Regions from separate parts of the Ovis aries genome. Here region 2 is linked to region 1. A link is a contact called in public Hi-C data. All regions are on one chromosome and are shown on one strand. The core of a region is the stretch at or near the end of the contact, and the rest is flanking DNA. Distances in the headings are between cores, read along the strand shown. Region 1 holds the start of FASTK (Fas activated serine/threonine kinase). Region 2 holds the start of ABCF2 (ATP binding cassette subfamily F member 2).

Region 1 (7,510 bases), core at 3,099-5,598:
TCCAGTTCTTCAAAGGGTAGCTGCGGGGCGGAGGACAGAGTTCGTCATCCTTGTGGGCTGGGGAGCTGGCAGCCCGGTCAGAGTGGGGGCGTGGCGGGAGCGGGGGGGGGGGGGCGGCGAGGCGGGGCGGGTGGTAGAGGGTGGGGCTGGGGGCGGGGCCTCACCGGCAGAAGCTGATAGCCCATCAGGCCCAGGTGCCGCTCCCGCAGGGCTCGGGAGCCCAGCAGCACTCGGCCGTCCCGACAGAAGTGCCAGCGCTCCCGCAGCATCAGCACCACCCTGGAGAGGAAGGGACTGAGGCTCAGGCGCTATGCGCGGGGGCCGGGGAGGCTCTCCCAGGCTCCCGCCTTACCTTTGGGCAGGGTCCCGGGTGGCACGGGGACAGGACCTGGGAGGGTACGGCAGGAAGGGGTCTTGGGCTCTCACGGGCAGCACCGAGCCGCAGCTGCTGACACACAGCAGGAAGTCTGCGGGGCCGGGAGAGAAAGAGCCACTGGCTTCCGGTGGAGGCTCTGCTTCCCGGGGGCTGGCCGGCCCACCCGGAGCTCACCTGTGCTGTAGCCTGGAGGCACGGTCAGGTCCTGCCGGTATTTCTCCTCCCCCAGCAGCTGGCGCAGCCCCTCTGCTACTATGTCCTTGTGACTGAGGAAAGAGGAGCCAGGCTCAGAAGGGGCCCCAGGGCACTCTTTTTAGCTTGGTCCCACCTACTTCCACCCCCAGGCTGGGAAATGGCCTTTGGGGCTTAGCTTTCTGGTGACCCAGAGCACAGCAGCATAGACAGCTCAGGGTCCCCCAGGCCTGTCTACCCGGATGTTCCTTGCCAGCTGACACCTTCCCTCCCCAGCTGCCCACCGACCTGTACTTGCAGCGGGCGCGGTCAGTGATGAGTGGCTGGGGGAAGATGGGCACTTGCTGCCTTCGGGGAAGGCGGGCACCCCGATATCCTGGGAGCTCCAGCTCCACCGCCGTGTCTAGCAGGGAGAGGTAGCGCCGCACGATCAGGGCATGAGGGGTGCCTGTGGGGAAAGCAGGACGAGGCTTACTGGGATGCAGACCCTCACTCCTGCTTTCCCCGGCCCCCCGGCCCTCCAGGACACAGCCAGCCCCCCAAGTCTGCGCACCACTGACATGGTTGATGAAACCAGGGGAAAAGACAAAGTGCAGGGCTCGGAAGGGCAGGCACCGCAGCTGACACAGTGACATCAAAATGTTGACAGTTGCCAGGGGGGCCACCCCTGCTTCCCGAGCCAGGATCCTCTCAAGGCAGGGCATAAACTGCTGCTCCAGAGGCACGTAGTTCAGCCGCCCAAAGGGCAGGACCAACTTCTGTACCACCTGTGGGGCAAAGAGCAGCCCATCACCCAGGGGGAAGTTTCTCTGGTCTTCTTTACAAGCTGAACCTCAGGAAGACTTGGCCTGCAAGCTTATGACATCAGTCACTGGAAAGGCAGGACAGTCCCTCTACAGCACAGATGCTCAATAGCATAAGCGCTGCTCAAGTCCCATGTCAGTCTCCAAACAAGCAGAGACACGGCTGCGGGTTCTGGCCCTGAAGACTTGGTGGAGTGGGATCGACCAAGCTAAGACAGTGGCTAAGGATGTTTGGAGAAGTGCAGAGAACCAGGTGTACCTGGTGGGGAGTTGGACAAGCCAGTGGGGGTTTGAGCCAAGGTGGTACCCCAGGGGAGAGGCCAGAGAGCGTAGGTAGGTGGTCTGCTGCAGGAAGCAGCAGTCAATCAAGTGGACAAGATGAGGGGGGTGGGAGCTAGGCCTGCTGGGGTGTCTGAGGGCCACTAGGAGAGGAGCTTGGGAAGCTGAGGCAATCCCACCTTGCTATTGAGCTGGGCTTCCTGAACCACCAGGAAGTGGGCAATGGCTTCCAGAAGCTGGGGCTCCCTCAACCGGTGGCGGGCCAAGTGCTGCGCTAGGAGCACCATCACGTGGGGAGTCAGTTCCTCAGGCCTGGCCTCTGTGAAGAACAGCTTATCACGCTGGACCCTCAGGCCAGACCTGGGTGAGATTCCAGCAGATACTGCCTGCCTCCACCCCCCCATCACCTGTCCCCCGCTCTGACACCTGCCAGGCTGCGGATGAGGTGCTGCTGAGGACGCCGCTGGAAACGGGGACAGCTTAGAGCGGCTTCCAACCTTTGCCCACCTCGAAGGATAGGCGGCAGAGGGGGCGGTGGCTTCGGAGGGAGGCGGAACCTTCGCTCCTGCTCCAGGGCGCACATCAGGGGCCCATCTGATGGGAAGCCTGAGAGGCAGAGGGTCAAAGGAGGCAGGGAAGGAGCTGCTCTGCTCTGCAATCCTGCAGTTTTAGTTAGTGAATCCTCAGTCCTTCTCATCTCTGTTTTCTGGGCTGGAAGATCTGCTACAGAGCACGCGGAAACACCAGAGAAATAGGAACTACCACGTGAATAAAGGTATCACAACCGTCTGTGGGAAAGGCCTTATACAAAGAAGGCAGTAAGATCTCATCTCTTGCCAATGATGATCAATTGCAGTGGCTCCCTAGGGCACTGTATTAGAAGAGAACTGGTGGCTCAGTGGTAAAGAATCTGCCTGGCAATGCACAGGTTCGATCCCTGGGTCTGGAAGATCCCCTAGAGAAGGAAATGGCAACCCACTCCAGTATTGGGTTGAGGACTTGGTGGGTTATGGTTCATTGGATCGCAGAAGAGCCAGACACGACTTAGCGACTAAACAACAAAAAAGGGGGTGGCACCCTAACCTAAGCTGCAACTCATGCTGCTTGACTCGTGATGACTATCGTGGATACCGCAGAGGAGCAGCAAGTGTGGCATCACTCAGCAAGTGTGCCATTCCTGGCAAAGCTTGAGGTGGGTTCTGTCAGTGATCTCAGGTGGGTCTGCTACAGTTTCTCTATCCTTCCATTGACACCCACCCACCCATAGACACCGTCCTCACCCAGTAAGGCTGCAAGGTGCAGACACACGTGGATGGTGTGAATGTCAAAGGAGGGGCAGTTTCGGATGATGAGCTGACTCAAGTCCTGCAGTGTGGCCTGCTCCACAGGAGGGGGCTGCGGCAGAGACCCCAAGAGCTGGCTCAGACGACGAAGCGCCACAGGGTAGTGGTGGGCACGCACTTTGGTGGGGTTCTGCCCCAGCCAGCGTAGCAGCTCCCCAGGGCTCCTCGCCTGTTCCAGAAGCCGCTGCAATCCCTGCACAGGGCCTGCATGGGGGCCTCCTCCAGGAGGCCGGTGGTCTCCCCATTTGTTGGGTCCCAGACAGCAAGGCTGTACTGGTGGGAGCAGCAGCAAGCCAGACAGACGAGCACTGGAGGCCTGGGCAGAGAGCAGGACTCGAAGCATGGAGTTGGGTGCTGGAGACCCTGAGGGGTGGCCCAAAAAAGGGAGTGAGGTATTCTCCAAAGGGGAGAAAGACCAACTCTCTGTTCCTCACCTCGCTCCCCATCCAGAGGAGTCTGGGGACAGAGCAACCCGTATTCTCTTCACCCTTCTTTGTGACTGCTCTGGTCCTCTTCCCCAACCCGCCCCTCTCTGACTCCTTCCAACCTTTGCGAGAGCAATCGGAATCCTTCAGAGTTCTCGCGGAGGATTTTTTACAGAGCAATTCCACATGCATCATCTCCTCCGATCCTCCTCTGACACGCCCGTGAGGAGGCAGGCAGGGGCTGGTACTATCTCGATTTCACAGGTGGAGAGACCAAGGCCCAGGGAGGCGAGGGGGTTAAGGCAAGCCCCGAGGTCCCGAATCTGGTTAGTGGTCGCGCCCAGCCTGGAACCCAGCTCGCCGGACAGATACGCTCCCCCCCACCCCCGACCACCTCCCCCTCCCGCAGGAGGCGGCGGCGGTACCGGAGGGTGGAGCGCGGGCTCCGTGGTCCTGGGTTCCATGCTGGGCGCTCCCACTTACCAGCTGCGTGACCTTGGACAAGTGGCTTCGGTCTCCCTGCCCAAGCCTTCTCGCCTGTGAAACGAGAACGCAGGGCCACCTCGGAGGGCGCCCGTGGAGCCCGCGGGCGCGGCCTGCGCTACGGCGCGGAGTCGGCGGTGTCAGGGGGGCCCCCACACACACCCCCACCCGCGGCCCGGGGGGAATGCCAGGAGACCGTGGTCGCGGTCGCCAACACCAACTCCCGCCGCCCTTCCCCGCGGCCCGCCCCGCAGGCGCCACCCCTACATGACTCCCCAGGCCCCGCGCAGGTCGCTCCCTCGGTCGGTCTCGGGGCCCGGGAGCCGGGCTCCCCCCGCGGCCTCCTCATCAGGGGGCCACCGAGTCCTCCATCTTCCCGGCAGCCCCCGAACAGCGCGGCCCGGACGCCAATCGCCGCGCCAAGTAGGTCCTCCGCCAGCAAAGACGTGGCTCCCGGCAGGCCCCGCGCGCCAGGGCGCCGCGCGCCCCGCCCCCTGCTTCCGGGAAGCTGCGCGCGCGCGGCGCCGGGCTGGGGCGGGACCAAAGGCCTGGGGCGGGGTAGGGGCGGGGTAGGGGCGGGGCCAAAGGGCTGGGGGATGAGATTGGGGTGCAGAGGGGAGTGAGCAGCGGTTGGCCTGGGCGGGCAGGGCAGGGTAGGGCGAAGCATCTGGCCCACCCCTTTTCTCCCAGTAGGGCAGAGCTCCCCGTAGCCCCCCTCCTCCACGACCCACACACGCAGACACTAGGCCAAGAGTGAAAACGTCACAGTTATTTAATCTGCACGTGTTCCAGAAAGCCCCCTCCACCCATCCCGACTCCCCTTCTCCAGCCCTTCCCAGTCCTCGGGCCCCCAAACCAGCCAAGGAGCGATCCGGGACTAAGAGGTGCCCAGGTCCTCAGGCTGAGCCCTTAAGGGCCCAGGGGCGTGGCCCCGCTCTGTCCAGGGCCAAGGCAACTACAGCAGCTGTCTGACTTGGGGTAGCCCACTGTCAGGGGGCGCTGAGGGCCAGCTGCCCCGGGAGGTGGCCCAGAGCCATGAAGGTCACAGGGAGGGGCTTCCGCCGCCCCTCGGAGTGCTCTGCCGCGCAGCGCTGGGCTCCAGGGTAGTGGGAAGAGGCAGGTCGGAGAGGCGGGCCTGGGCAGACAGCAGCTCCCACCTTGTCGTGGCGAGCAAGGTCCCGAGAGGCCGGTGGCGTGGCCAAGAGCCCGTGGAGGCACTACGGGCGGTACATGGCAAAGGCCAGGAGGCTGAGGAGCAGGGTGAAGCCGGCCAGACCCAGAGTGGCGGTCAGGGGAAAGAAGGGCCGGTACTGGATCTGGCAGTACCATAGCAGAAGCAGCAGCAGGAGGAGCAGGGGCAGCAGCAGGCTGCCTACTTCCAGCCCTGAGGGGCCTGGCTCGGACCCCGGTGGGCAGGGCGGGAGGGGGGGACCCACCCGTGTGGACACGTGGCAGTGGAGGACACAGTTGGGAGGGAGGTGAAGGCTGCCCAGGGTCTGGGTGTCGTCTCCTAGTAGCTGCCCTTGGTAGATGAGTCGCACGTGCTGTTCCCGGCCGGGAAACTGGGTCCTGAGGAGAGAGGGACCTGGGTAATAGAGCGAGTCTCAGGCACTCCTGGCCCCTGGTCCGGAACAACTCTCCTACCCTCACCTCTGGCCTCCACGGTGTGTGTGTGTGGGGCCCTTCTGCTTCAGGGGAGCAATACAGTGTGTGACTAGGGGCCTCAGTTTCCTCATCTATAAGAGGATCTCCGGGATCTCTGCTGGTCCTTCTAGGACTGTGATCATCCCCGCCCTACTCTTTAGCACTTCCTTCCTGTCATCCTCCCGGCTTACCTTTTCAGGGAGCCAATGGTGTCGTGGGGCCAGGCTCTGGCCACCTGCTCAGAATCGTTGAGGAATTTCAGCCGAAGTACGAGGGGCTCCTGGGGGGAGTCCGGAGGTGGCGGCGTTGCTGCGAGCCCCACTCCGGGTTCTGGTGGTGCCACCTGACCTCGGTGTCTCAGGCCGGGGGTCTCAGCTCCTGGGGCCTCCCCTCTGATGCTGTCCATGACCGCCATGGCTTCGCTGGGCTGCGTTGGTGTTGGGGTCCCTGACGGCTGGGGCAGTGGATCGGCGCCCTCGGCAGTGTGCGTTGAGACCCAGGCGAGAGCCAGCACCAGAAGGCAGGCAAGCACCGAGAAAAGGATGGTCACCTCATCACCTACCCCTTCGATCAGGGCCATGGCACCTGCCTTGCCTGCCACGCTACCGGGCTGGAGAGGCACAAAGAACCCATGAGGGGCTGACTCACCCACCAAGAGCCCTCTGAACTTCAGGGGGCCCCTGACCCCATCCAACCACAACTCTCCCACAGTCCTCATTCCGCCCAGTTATCCCAGCCCTACCCTGGGACATACACTGCTCTGACACCTGGCCACCCCAAACTTGCCCTACATACCCCTTCCCAACACCAAATCACAAGTCCTAATTTTCTGTAACCTAAATTTCAGGTCTTTAAGCAGTTCCACAATTCACCCAAACCCTATTCCGAAGTCAGAGCTTTGACTTTCTAAGCAACCTCTCCCTTAAATTCAGCCCCTACCAAACCACCCCAAAGCTTACCTATTCTCCCCATTTAGGTCATCTCAAAGTTTATCTACTCCTTTGCCTATTTCACGGCAAAGCCTATCTATTAATACTGCTCCATCGCTAAAGTTTCTCCAAGGGGGTAGAAAAAAGGTCTCTACGCACACGCACAACGCCCCCTTACCATTCAGCCAACCCCCACCCGCAGCACAGGACAGCTTCCCAAGGCTTCCCCACGCCAAATGTCAAACTGCTTCCCTTTGGCAAACTGGAACCTCCGAGGGTTCCCACCCACAACCCTAACCCCTACCCCAACTCGGCCCCCCTGGTCCACTCAAACCCCACCCAAGGCGTCCCGACCCCGCGCCTCCCCTGGGAAACCTCTCCAAACCCAGCCTGCTGCAAGACCCCGGATCTCGCCCGGGAACCCAAGACTTTGCCCTCCCCACCTCCATCCTCCACCACCCTTCGCATCTTCCCGCCGCCCGCCCCCACACCCCGAGTGGCTGGCGGGCGCGGGAGATCCCGGGGCGGGGCCAGCCGGGCCAGCTGCTAGGGCAGCGGGGTGATGCGGCCACGGCGCAGGGACTCACCGCCAGGCTCCGCCAGCTCCATAGCGGACCCTCGGGCACTTCCGGGAGGGAGGTGGCGAGGTCGCAGACACCTGGAGGCACCCCCTCCTTCCCCGCCGCCGCCGCCCGGAGCATTGTGGGTCTTGTAGTCTGGAAGGATGCGCAGTCCAGCGTTCTGCGCTGCGGACCCACGTGCGGAGTTCAGCCGCCTGCGCCGAGCCCCCGCAGATCGCTGAGGGGCTGGCGGCGGCGGCTTTGAGGTTGTGCTCGCCCGCAGAGGTTCGGGGCGAAGTAGGGGACAGCAGGATCCTCTCCCTCACCCGCGGGCAGCCAGGATGTGTATCACATCAGAAACCAACGTCAGCTGGTTTCTGGCTAAGTCTGTCATATCACCCCCCCGCCCCACCCGGGGTTTGATGATGCAGTCTTTGGGGAGCGCAGGTGGACCCTACGCCGGCCTACTCTTAAGT
Region 2 (7,510 bases), core at 3,739-6,238, 140 kb after region 1:
TCACGTCTTGGGGCATCTGGGTGGCTCAGTAAGAAGGGCATCAGACTTTTACTGTGAGGGCTGAGGGCTCAGGCCCCTGCTTGGGCATTTGTGGCTTTTGCCCTTCTTTAAGTTACCACATATTAACACATAAAAATCCAAAGGCTGAATGAGGCGTGTCCTGAAGGAACAGGGCTCAAGATCAGGTTGAGCTGACTCAGATGTTTCACCAGCTTTAACAAGGTGAACACTACATGTAGTTCAGCCCTGGTATCCTGCTTTCGTGGACATTTTTAACTTCACAACTTGTCCTTTTAATTCTAACTTTTCTTGTTCTTAGATGATATGAAGCACGGTAGCAATGGCCAGAACTCCAAATTGTCCTCCATGAGTGTGTATTAAAGAATTAGCTGTCACTGTTCAGTCGCTGAGTCCTGTCTCACTCTTTGTGATCTCCATGGACTGTAGCCCGCCAGGCTCCTCTGTCCATGGGATTTCCCAGGCAAGAATACTGGAGTGGTTGCCATTTCCTTCTCCAAGGGATCTTTCCAACCCAGGGATCAAACCCGTGTCTTTTTCATGGGCAGGCGGATTCTTTAGCTCTGAGCTATAGGGAAGCCCCCAAATTAGTATCAATGCCCCAGAGAAAGTAGATGCTATAGAGGTACAGTTCTCTTCCTCTACAACCTACAGAGCTTCCAGGTGCTAATTCCAAGAAGCTATACTGCCTGGAAGGGACCAGTACGAGAAAATACAGAGGGTTCCAGGGCAGTTCTGATGCAGGAGAGGAATTTAAAGTCTCCTTTCTACACAGTTGAGTCACCAGGCTTCTCACAGCCCCATTTTGTGCCAATCCTTGTTCTAGATCTTGAGAAGACAGTGTAGAGAGAAGTTTATGATCTAGATTAGGAGTTAGTAAACTTTTTCTTAAAGGGCCAGATGGTAAGTATTTTAGGGTTATAGCCCTAGTAGCAAAATCACAACCATTACGTAGGTATATCCATTACCATTTGAAACACAACCACTTAAAAAATGTAAAAAACATTATTAGCCTGGGAGGGGGTGGCCTACAAAAAAGGCTGGCCACATTTGGCCAGCTGCCTGCTTTTGTAAATAAAGTTTTACTGGGAGACAGTCACACCCAACATTTTCATGTTGTCTATGGCTGCTTTCCACCACAATGGCAAAGCTGAATAGCTGCATCAGAGACCATATGGCCCACAGAGCTGCAAATATTCACTACCTGGATCTTTACAGAGAAAGTTTACCGATCTCTGGACTGTATCTCCATGTGCTCAGGCAAGAAGATCAAAATTAAAGGAAAGCTACACAGCCAACCCTCTGTATCCACAGTTCTGCATCCAAAATCATGTTTAATCCAAACGTGGATTAAAAAAAAAAAACACTCCGGAAAGTTCCAAATAGTAAAACTTGAATTTGCCACACACCGGCAACTATTTCCTATATTTATGTTGTATTAGGTACAGTAAGTAATTTAGAGATGTGCCAGGTTATATGCGAAGACTGCATACACCATTCTATGTGACAGTCTTGAGCATCTGTGGATTCTGGTATCCACAGGGATCCTGGGACCAACCCCCAGCAGACACCGAGACACAGCTATACAACTTTTCTCTTGATCTTTGCCAGTTTATTGGAGAAGGAAATGGCAACCCAGTCAAGTACTCTTGCCTGGAAAATTCCATGGATGGAGGAATCTGGTAGGCTACAGTCCATGGGGTTGCAAAGAGTCAGACACAACTGTGAATGACTTGACTTTTCCACTTTATAGCATTTATGGCCTAAGTCATCTCCTGAGCTTTAAAAGTAAGACTTATACCTCACTGTCTTGGCCTATAGCATCCTAGAAAACAGGCTCAAAAGATAAGTGAACAGCACTGAACAAATGGAGAAAGGATTCTGGAATAAACTAAAAGGAATACTGTAGACTTCACAAGCAGCCCCTTTCTATTCATTTCCCAAACGAGGGGACCAGATGAACTCCAGTACCCATCCTAAAGAGTCTCACATTCGAAAGGCTGAGTAGTTTGTCAGAAGTCACTTTCTTTGATATTTCTTGATCTTTCCATATCTCACTACCTAAAGAAGACCATGTAGCAATGGTAACTACCAGGTTGGAGAATTAAGTAATTCCAAACTCAGAGAAGAGAGCAGACCCAGTCTTGTGAGAGAGGACAGATGATCCATTAGTTATGAAAGCAGAAACGACCCTGGGTCCCTAGCAATAAGAAATATTTTCAGAGAGAGAGCTGGGAAAAAACCCAGATTTTATATTTTAGAAGAGTAGCTCCCTGAGGAAGCAAGGTGAAACCCAAAGCTCCCGACTGAGTTAGGGGTGGTACAGCTGGGTTTGCCCTGACAAATTCTGGTTTTCTAGGGAGAAAGGCAAAGAAGTTTGTAATGGGAACTGTGGACAAGTCTCAAAGTGGGATTCGGTTGTCTACTTTTCCAACTCATCCAGAAAGTACTACAGAATTGAGGCTTAACCCCTGTTCCCGAGAGCCTAGAGAGAACCCTACTTGACAGATCACAATTCAGTCCACTCGTTCCCTCCCACCATTCTTACCTTCCCATCTCTCCACTATCCTGACCAGGAAGAAAACTGCCTGAGTTGACTACACTAGTCCTCCCTCATAATTTTTATTTTGGAGACAATTCCTACCATTTAACTCTCTCTTCGCAATCATTTTAAACACTGGGTTTTGTGTTTTTTTTTTTTTTTCGGAATTCCTGTCTCTCTGTTGCAACTTGCATGAATAATTCTCTCCTCTTGCAACTTTACCTAGTATCTGTCTGCAAGGATAATCATGCAAAAAAAGTATTACCCAAGACACAGTCCCTTCACTCAAAGATCAAACAATTCAGATGGAGAGACAGATACAATGAAGGTAATGCTGGGACGACTACCCTGGAGGTTCAGTGGTTGGGACTCCTTACTTCCTCTGCAGGGGGCATGGGTTGAATCCCCTAGTCTAGGAACTAGGATTCCATATGCCGTGTGGTACCAGCCAAAGAAAAAGCAACCCTAGATACAGTGTGTTTGTTGTGTGCACGCACACGCTCAGTTGTGTCCGACTCTGTGACCCCATGGACTGTAGCCCACCAGGCTCCTCTGTCCATGGGATTCTCCAGGCAAGAATACTGGAGTGGGCTGCCATTCCTTCTCTAAGGGATCTTCTCGACCCAGGGACTGAACCTGGGTTTCCTGAATTGCAGGCAGATTCTTTACCATCTGAGCCACAGGGAAGCCCTGGATAGACACTACAAGGATATAGTGAATAGCAGTATTATTGAGATCAGGCTTGACAGGGAAAGATTTTACCACCTTGAGCTGGGCCCTAAGAGAAATGTCAAATGTAGCTAGTGTAAAAATTAGAGTATAAGAACCTCAATTTGTAAGTGGACAGAAACATGGTGACTATTCAACGGACAACAGTAGACAATAGAGAAGGCCTGTTTAGAGAGCTTTTAGGGGCAAGAAGAAGGCTGGCATAGACAGCCAAGAGCCTGGAATATTCTTTATCACACATTTCCCTGTTTCCCCATCTAGACTGCAAGTTATCAGAGGAAAGCCCATGCTTATAGTGCCTCAGTATTCAGTGATCTCTTGTCTAGTATTTGAGAAGCGCTTGTAACAGAAATGCATCTCTTTCCCAGGAAAAACCCATAAGACAATTCATATGTTTCTGTCTTGTTGGTACAGTCACTGCCCCAGGAGGACAAGGGTATCAGGTGGCAAACAGCCTGGCACACTGCCTCCATGTGTAGAAATGAAAATGCAGAAAGGGGCAGGGAACTGACCACCAAATCTAGAAGACAGGGCAGCAAGGCAGCACAACTCTCATATTTGCTTGCCACTGTGTATGTGAGAACTGTGTTCAGTTTCCTTGATCAAGCTCCAACCCTACTGGTTTGGTTCATTATGAAAAGTTTGTAGCACCAGATACACTCTCTGGCACCTCCGACTCAGATTCCAGCAGGGGCATCCACTGGGTCCCAGCAACCATCCCAGGAACCCACCTCTCCCTCTATTCACCTGTGGTCTCTCGGCCATTGGCCTCCTCATTTCTCTCCTCTGCCACCTGTGGCTCTGTGATGGCATCTCCGTTTTCTTCATGTCCTTTTCTGGGCCGCTGTCGGGCTTTGGCAGCTTCCTTCTTTTTGGCTGCCTTCTTCTTAGCCAGGTCGGAGGGCATGGTGATGAACCACAGGGAAACCGTTACTGTTCTTCCAGAAAGCCTGAAGGAAGGCAAACACCCCCAAATTCTAAACTTCCGCACAGTGCCTGGGCCTTGTGCTCCATCCGTTTCAGTATTTCCCTAGCAAGCTTCTGGTACCCAGCTCCGCCCCAGCCTAAAGTCGCTTCCAACTTTTGTCAGGATGTCTCCAGCCAGTTCGACTTCTCTGCCGCTCTTTCCATCTCACCAGCTCTTCCTTCGGGGCTTTGTCCACCAATCCCCACGGCCTCGCTCTGGAGACGCTCCTCCTTTCAGGGCCTCCACTTCAGGGACCGGGTTCTGCCCCTCGGCACAGGTACCCGGTCTCCAGTTTCCCCACAACTTGGCGCTCCACGCTCCGGCCGGCCACCTCACTTTCCCGGGCTTCCTCCCTCCCGTCTACCTCAGGCCTCCTCCCCGTCTTCCCCCTCCACACCACCCGGCCGCCGAGTCCAGCTTGTCCCCGGGGCGCCCTCGTCTTCCCCCCCACCCCCCGTTGTGGGTACCCCCGGGAGTCTCTTCATTCGCCACCCACCACCACCCCTCCGAGCCTCCCTCAGCCTCCGCCCGTCAGCTTCTCTCTCTTGGCCCCTTCTCCTCCCTTGCAGTCGCCTCCATCCCAGCCCAGTCCCTCCTCCCTCTTCTCGTCCCCCCCTCCGCCTCACCCCCTCACCGGCCGGCACCCACCCCCGCCCCCGCCTCCTCCTAGCGCCCCTTCCCCCAACTCACTGGGCCTCGCCGCTCGGCCTCTGTCGCAACAGAGCGGCTTCTTGAGCTCCTCCGCGTGCGGCCGGCTCACCAGCCAATCACGGCCTCGCGCGGCTCTCGTCGCGCCGCCGCGCAGACTCCTGGGAAGTGTCGTCCTCCGGCCACCGCTGCCGAACCTGAGACCCGCTCCTCGAGAACTACCGCGGATCCCAGGGGCCTCGCGGGCCGCAGTGACGTCATCACGATGCGCGCGCCTGAGGGGGACTGGAGTCCCAGAGCCCTCTCTGCTAGCGGTCCGCTTCGGGCGCCGGAAGCGGTGAGTCCCAGATTTGCTCCTCAGAGGAGGGGCTGCGCCGTCCCTGGCTCCCCTGCCTCTGGAATAGCTGAAGGGTTATGCGGAGCTACCGGCTTCATCAGGGCCGCCAAACCGGCTCAGACAGCAGAGAGAGCTACTACACTTCCCAGCAGGCGTCAGGCAGCAATGGGTTGAAACAATGGCGGGGGGCGGTACGCGGAGGAGGAGGAAGAGTGCGCCGACCGGTGAGAGAGGGCCGGGAAAACGCTCGTCGCTTCCAAGAGGATGCGAAGAACAGAATTATCCCTCCGTGAAGGAAAGGCGTCCTCGTTCCGTGAAACCGAAGCTTTAGAGGCTGGTCCAGTGATAACCAAACTTTAGACTGTGCCGAGCGTTGTTCCTGAATCGTCGCTGCTCTGCCTGTCCACTGCAGAACTTGTTAAGTTTCCATCCAAAGCCAGTAAGTTTGATGGGAAGAACCCTGAAGTGAAAATCCAGACTTCGGAGTTTACCTTTATAACGTCACTTGCCCGTTAGGTGTTTTTTTTTTTTTTCTTCCTTCCCCCTCGTTACTTTTCATAGTTTAAAACCCCTCACGGACTTCTATAGCCTGCAGTAAGCAAATCCTAAATCTGTAGTCTATCAAATACTTCTCCAGGTTTCTGATCAGTAGTGTCTCTCACAGGGACACGGCTAGAGGGAGCAGAGCAAGCTGTTATTTCCGGCCCTGGAAACTGCAAATCTCAGTTTGCTCCTTGGCTTAAGCGAAGCACCTGATCCAAAAGTAGACCCCCGACCCTTTAAAAAAAAGTGAGCTCACTTCATTTCTTCATAGGATTAGTTTTCCTTCTCAAACTTGATGCTCCAGTAGAATCTAATTACTTGCGTTTCTGAGGTAAGCCATGCCATTTCACACCTCTTGCCTTTAAGGATGCCTTTTCCTAGACTAACCCTCACCAAGGTGTGACTCAGAGCTAGATACTAGAGTTGTAACGGTGGTACGTCATTCTCTGGTCTCAAGGAGCTCACAGTTAAGAATGCCAACTAAAAGTTATTGCTCACCATCGGGTTTTAGAATGATGAGGTCACTAGCTACTGCAGTCATGGAGCGTCCACACACCTTGAAAAGAGTTCAGGACAGAGATCAGGAATGAGGCACTCTGTGCTCTGGGGAAAATTGACAAAACAGACCTTCAGATATTTTCTGGGGAAGATTTTATGAGCTCAATTTCTTGCATCTTCTCATGTCTAAAAAAGTAGAGACATCTGCTCTTTGTGGCTAGGAACAACCTTCTGCCAAAATGTGTTTGACTGCACATACCCCTCCCCCCACCACTTCCACCAGCCGCCAATCATATATATACTCACCTCTCCTACTTCTTCAGAGTAGTTTCTCAGAGCTATCTGAAAGGCTGTCTCCTGGGCTATAGTCCTCATTAGGCCCCCAAATAAAACTTAACTCACAACTCTCACATTGTGCTTTTTTTTTTTTCAACCGACAAGATGAAAAATTTAAAAAGGAAACAGATCATGACATGTAGGTAATAAGTGCCATACAGGCCAAAGCATTGTTCTAGGTAGAGATATACAGACAGTAGTTAACTGCTTGCAGTGCCCTTCTTTATGAAACAAGGAAGTTGTATATGATTGTGGTTCACATAAAATTACTCATGCAAGCACCTAGCCTCCTGGGAGGTCTACAATATGCCTGCCTCTCCCAGCCTCATTAAAATGCCTGGTCACAGGCAGGTTTCAGGTTACAGATAACTAACATAATTATACTCCTTCATTTATGCCATCAAATTTAATTCCCCCAACAGACTCTAAAGTGGGTATAAATACAATTTTACAGATTGGAAATAAAGGCACAGCGCTATTAAAAAAATAACACTGCTGGTAGGAAACAGTACCAGTGTTTGAAGCTCAAATCTGGTACTGGGAACCACTCCAGCTCTGTAAAGTGACTTGGGATGGCAAGGACTAACGAGTTACTTCTCTAAATCTACCTGCAGACCAACCAATCACGTCCATGATTTCCCATAAATTAACAGTTGCTGGGCAAAGTCTCCTCTAGCACAGTAAGAGTGGCCTAGAAAAGTTAGAAGTTCTACCATTCTCATCCAGGGTTTAGGTCTCTTGCAGGGGACAGACCTGGGCATGAAGGAAAAGTTCAGTTCCGTTCAGTCAGTCATGTCCAACATGCAAAGATCTCGTCCTCTGTTGTTCCCTTCTCCTCCTGTCCTCATTCTTTCGCAGCATCAGGGTCTTTTCCAGTGGGTCAGCTCTTGGC

The links. Hi-C and Micro-C count contacts between places; a contact is called where the count stands out from the background.
Region 2: a Hi-C map of liver shows a contact between it and region 1, with 3 times the contacts expected there. The contact joins the promoter of ABCF2 here to the promoter of FASTK in region 1. A contact is called at or near these places in 2 of 16 Hi-C or Micro-C datasets (liver and muscle).

The regions. Positions count from the first base shown.
Region 1 is chr4:115,269,511-115,277,020 of ARS-UI_Ramb_v3.0, forward strand. It overlaps FASTK (Fas activated serine/threonine kinase), which reads right to left and starts at 4,349. Exons shown (of 11, transcript XM_027969018.2): 1 at 4,169-4,349; 2 at 3,163-3,356; 3 at 2,931-3,045; 4 at 2,077-2,256; 5 at 1,830-1,969; 6 at 1,122-1,335; 7 at 857-1,016; 8 at 551-642; 9 at 353-467; 10 at 165-279; 11 at 1-20. The coding sequence starts at 4,250. It overlaps TMUB1 (transmembrane and ubiquitin like domain containing 1), which reads right to left and starts at 7,104. Exons shown (of 3, transcript XM_027969020.2): 1 at 7,062-7,104; 2 at 5,737-6,155; 3 at 4,656-5,470. The coding sequence starts at 6,125. The coding sequence ends at 5,119.
Region 2 is chr4:115,413,836-115,421,345 of ARS-UI_Ramb_v3.0, forward strand. ABCF2 (ATP binding cassette subfamily F member 2) reads right to left here and starts at 4,989. Exons shown (of 15, transcript XM_015095448.3): 1 at 4,947-4,989; 2 at 4,037-4,239. The coding sequence starts at 4,196.